2 separate regions of the Gossypium hirsutum genome follow, and region 2 is linked to region 1. A link is a contact called in public Hi-C data. All regions are on one chromosome and are shown on one strand. Each heading gives the region's core, a stretch centred on a gene start, on an enhancer-like site or on the middle of the called end of the contact. The rest is flanking DNA. Distances are from core to core; before and after follow the strand shown.

What was found. Hi-C and Micro-C count contacts between places; a contact is called where the count stands out from the background.
Region 2: a contact with region 1 is called in a Hi-C map of leaf, with 2.4 times the contacts expected there. The contact joins the promoter of LOC107945333 here to the promoter of LOC107945326 in region 1. A contact is called at or near these places in 2 of 34 Hi-C or Micro-C datasets (both in leaf).

The regions. Positions count from the first base shown.
Region 1 is chrD12:25,380,761-25,383,509 of Gossypium_hirsutum_v2.1, forward strand. It overlaps LOC107945326 (kinesin-like protein KIN-12E), which reads left to right and starts at 1,369. Exons shown (of 6, transcript XM_016879287.2): 1 at 1,369-2,749.
Region 2 is chrD12:25,736,236-25,738,984 of Gossypium_hirsutum_v2.1, forward strand. It overlaps LOC107945333 (cysteine desulfurase, mitochondrial), which reads left to right and starts at 1,336. Exons shown (of 1, transcript XM_016879293.2): 1 at 1,336-2,749. The coding sequence starts at 1,403.

The DNA of each region.
Region 1 (2,749 bases), core at 119-2,618:
CAGAAATAAATATTAACGTTAGTGAATGAAAACTTTTATAATTCATTAACCAAAACAAGAGTTTCCATCGTAGACAAATTTAAAAAATAATATTTGGAAGTTTCTTCATGGCACCCAAGATTTATCTAAATCCAAAGAAAGCCCCATATTGAAGCGTCAATAGCTTAGTAAGTCGCACATATTTGGGCTTGGAACAATAAGGATGCAAAGAACAACAGTCTAACTTGTCTTTAATGTTTCTATACCTTTCGCTCTTGTCACTTCCACAGGGTACAAATACAACTGTTCAGCTCTGAAGTGACATCCATTAGCAAATGCAGGACATCTTTAGACTTTATAATAAGGTGTCGGTTGACAAGCACAGATTTCCAACAGTTGGAAAGAAGATTCTCAGCTGATTAGCTAAATATGAAACGTATGCCACTAACCATGAAACAAAAATTCATCAGTTCTCGGGATTCAAGTCTTGGACGCTAAAAGATGAGCTTGTGAGTGGTTTTTGACCCTTCATACAGAAAGGACAAGCATGCCTTTCTGTTAATGACATATCATTATCTGTTGAAAGGGAAAGTTGTCTGAATGTGTCGAATTCCATTATGTAAATCTAGGAAGAAACCAGACATAGGAGTGGGTATTTAAGTTTTAACTCGTAAAAGGAGCAAAAGGTAACAAAACAAGGAACGGTGGCGACAATACATCACCACAAAAGAGCAACAGCTAAAATACAATTCTGCTAAAACAATATTTGTCTTTCTCATTGTCCATTTCATACAACATCAATGGCATTTGCCTACGTTTTAGATAAACAACAGAAAGAATTCAGTCCTCACGGTTGAAGCTCAATGCTGCTGGAATATGAACTACATAAACCCTCATTTTCTTCCACTTCTTTAATCGCTTCCAATTCCATTTTGAAGCCTTTCTTATCACATTATTAGGCAGTAAAAAGGGTCAGGTTTTATAGGAAGGAAACACGTTCAACTAAAATGTATTACCAATATCTCGAGTTCCATGGTTTTTAAATTCTTCTAATATTTTTTCAATGTACCCATTGTGCATTTGTTGATTTTTACCAAATTAGCCGATTAAACTAAACTAGTTCAGTTAAAGGTTTTTGAAAATTTTAATTATCAATTAATACAATTTGAAATCGGATAATTAATTGATCACCCAAAATTATTAATAATAATATATTATAGGCCCAATATATTATATAAGCTCAATATATAAAAATTAGTGTACTTATAATTATTCTTATAATGAGTTTAAAAGAATTACGAAAACTAAAAAATATTTGAAAAAAATTAAAATTAAAATTAGAAGTTAGCGAAAAATTAAAAATTTAAACAAAGAAATGTCTAATGTCTGCCTTCTCTGGCACGTCTCTGTCTACTCTCTCTGGCAGGTTTTAGGTTTTCTTGTTTTTATGTCTATTGGTTTAGCGCCGACAGTAAGTCCTTTTGTTTTCTCTTTTAGTTTGTGATTTGGCTTTTAAATCGCATCTGTTTTCAATCATGGAGTCAGAGTTTGCTGGGTTAACGATCAATGAGGAGGAAGAAGAAATTTTACAGTTTCAATTTGAACCAAAAACATTAACAGAGGTTGGGACTTTTCAATTAGTGGGATGTTTTTTAACTGCCAACATTATCCATTTTCCAGCGATGAAAACTACAATGGCAAATCTCTGGCATCCGGTTCAGGGGTACAAATTTGAGATCTAGGAGGGAAAAGGTATTTATTTCAATTTTTATGATGTTATGAATATGGAGAGGGTGCTAAAGGGATCCCTGTGGACTTTCAATAATCATCTGTTGCTATTATACAAGTTGCAGTTGACGTAGGATCCATTAATAGTTCCTTTAACCTATACTCTATTTTGGGTACAGATTCATGATATTCCTGCAGGTTTTTTCTCTGAAAGGCTGGCAATACAATTAGGGGTACTTTTATGGAATATGATGGTTCAAATATGGGAAAGAAAATCGAAATTTTATGAGAATAAGAGTCCAAATTGACATAAGACGCCCACTAAAAAGGAAGAAGCAGATTTTATTTTTTGGTAATTGTTCATATGTCAGATTTAAATAATACCGGTGACTGCCAAGAGGCAAGCCGACCGGTCACAATGAAAATCTTAAGTTGAAACGTCCGGGGTCAATGGAACCCACGAACAGTTCATAGACTTCGACATTGGCTGAGGTTATATAATCCACATATGGTCTTTTTTATGGAGACAAAAATAAATAGGAGGAGAATGGGACGGGTTCGAAGATGTGGTGATCTCGAGTGGATTATGTTTGGCTTGGGCGTGGGGATACTAATGTCAGGATCCAAAGCTATTCAAAAAGTCATATTGATGTGGAAATTGAGGATACAGAGGAAGGTAAAAAATGGAGATTTACTGGTTTTTGTGGTTCTCCCTATTCGAATAAAGAAGAATCATGAAATCTGATGATTTGTGGTGATTTCAATGAAATTTTGTATGGCTTCAAAAAACAAGGAGGCTTACCTCGAGAGGAGGGGAGAATGGAAGCATTTAGAACGGTCTTAGAGGATTGCAACCTAAGGGACATGAGATTTTCTGGAAGATGGTTTACTTGGGAAATCTGCCAGAAACAAATATTCAAGAACGTTTAGATAGGGGAGTGGCTATGGAAGAATGGTTATCTTTATTCCCGGAATTTCAAATTCAACACATATCTCATTCTTTTTCAGATCATTGCCCGTTGTTAATCACCACCAAACAGGA
Region 2 (2,749 bases), core at 86-2,585, 360 kb after region 1:
TTTGGAAGATTTAGGCATCATAGTGCTTAGAAAGGGTTCAAAGGACTATGCATTCTAAAAGGCAGTGGCGGATCAGATATGTGTCCAGAATGAAAAACTTAGTTACGGACCGATTGGCTAAACTCTGTCTAACATGGAAGTTAAGTTTACAAATTTTAGATGTGCCTCTTAATGAGGTATTGGAGGCCTTTTAACAAGATGAAGATTGTGGTGCTTTTGAATAACTGATTTGATGTAATTTTGTTTTTTTTTTCACAAAAAAAGGTGTAATGAAGGAACATGTTGAGCTTATGAAGGGCAAAGATTCTTTACCCCATTGAGGCCCTAAATCACCTCTTGAAGCAATCGAGAATCTTTGTCTCTCATAAGCCCGACAAGACCCTTCAATGGCCTTTTTTGATAAGAAAGAAAGAAAAAAGCAGCAAGTTGCCACTATGATGATTCAATGTCAATCATGAATGTTGTTTTATAATAGTTTGATAAGTAATTCTTAAAATATACTATTTATATAATTATTTTATGTATTATTTAACTAAAAATATTTTTATTTAAAATTTATTTGGCAAATAAATTTTAAATAAGTTTATGTATTTTTGTCAAAATTTGCTATTAGTCTCTATATTATATATGTAAGTTGTGGATTTAGTCTTTCTACTTTAATTTGGTCAATTTTAGTCACTATACTTTTTGAATTGGCCAATTTTAGTCCTTGTATTTTTTTTTAATTTTAAAATTTTAGTCTTGACCTAAAAGGTAGTAGTTAAATCCATTTGCTTAAATTCTATCATTAGTCATATACTATGCATGAAGTTGTAAAATTTAATCTATCTTCTCCAATTGGATCACTTTTAGCCCCTATACTCTTCAAATTTTCAAATTTTAATCTTGACACAAATTATAGCTGTTAAATCCGTTAATTCACTTTTTTGAAAGTAAAATATTAAAATAACAAATTGTTGTGGCATTACACATGTAAGAGTGTGTTTGTCGTATAAGATTTTAGAAATAATAGGACTTAATGAATTTACCAGCTATAATTTAGTCAAAATTGAATTTTTAAAACTTTAAAAATGTAAAGATTAAGATGACAAAATTAAAGTATAATAACTAAAACCACAACTTACAGCAAAATTTAAACTAGTTTTTCAAATAAAATAAGTGAATATTTTCTAAATATGGTATATTTTTTTCTAATAAGTGACGTGGACTTGACCCTAAACTAAACTAAAATGTATTCACTTCTTTCTTTAGTGGCAGAAAGTCGGGCCACGTGTTAACATTGGGAGACATAAAGTCGGTTATCGTAGTTTTATCAAAACCCGTTCGTCACCCGCACTAATTCTTTTCCTTTGCTTTGCTATAACGCTGAAAAAAAAAAGGTTCCAAGAGAAAAGGAGAAGAAATGGCCTCAAAGCTTCTTCGTCAAACCCTAACCAAAACCAACAGAACCGCCGCTATACGCTGCTTCTCCACCGCGGCTTCTGTCGCTTTCCCTTCCGAGTATGAGTACCCAACAGGAATCACCATGAAAGGTGTGAAAATTTCGGGCCGTCCGCTTTACCTCGACATGCAAGCGACTACCCCCGTGGATCCTAGGGTTTTAGATTCGATGCTTCCTTTTTACCTATCTCGTTACGGGAACCCTCACTCCCGTACTCACCTCTACGGTTGGGAATCTGAAACCGCCGTCGAAACAGCCCGCGCACAAGTAGCGGCACTCATCGGGGCTTCCCCGAAAGAAATCGTCTTCACCTCCGGCGCCACCGAATCGAACAACATCTCAATCAAAGGCGTTATGCATTTCTACAAAGACAAGAAGCGCCACATCATCACGACTCAAACAGAGCACAAATGCGTTTTAGATTCTTGTCGGCATCTTCAACAGGAAGGTTTTGAGGTGACTTATTTGCCTGTCGGGTCGGACGGGCTTATTGATTTGGATAGGTTAGTGAAAGAAATCCGGCCCGATACCGGGTTAGTTTCTGTTATGGCTGTTAATAACGAAATTGGTGTGGTTCAACCGGTTGAAGAAATCGGTAAAATTTGTAAAGAATTTAATGTCCCTTTTCATACTGACGCTGCACAAGCTTTAGGGAAGATTAAGGTTGATGTAGAGAAATGGAACGTTAGTTTAATGAGTTTAAGTGGGCATAAGATTTATGGTCCTAAAGGAGTTGGGGCTTTGTATTTGAGAAGGCGGCCTCGGATTAGAGTTGAGCCACAAATGAATGGAGGTGGGCAAGAGAGAGGGATAAGGAGTGGGACTGTGCCTACTCCGCTTGTTGTTGGGATGGGAGCTGCGTGTGAGTTGGCGATGAAGGAAATGGAGTATGATGAGAATAGAATTAAAGGGTTGCAAGAGAGGTTATTGAATGGGATTAGAGAGAAGATTGATGGGGTGGTGGTGAATGGGAGTATGGATAGGAGGTATGTTGGGAACTTGAACTTGTCCTTTGCGTATGTCGAAGGGGAGAGTTTGTTGATGGGATTGAAAGAAGTGGCAGTGTCTAGTGGGAGTGCTTGTACTAGTGCTAGTTTGGAGCCATCATATGTGCTGAGAGCCTTGGGTGTGGATGAGGATATGGCACATACTTCGATTAGGTTTGGGATTGGAAGGTTTACTACTGAGGAAGAGATAGATAGGGCAGTTGAGCTTACTGTGAAACAGGTTGAGAAATTGAGGGAAATGAGTCCACTTTATGAGATGGTGAAGGAAGGTATTGATATTAAGCAGATTCAATGGGCGCAG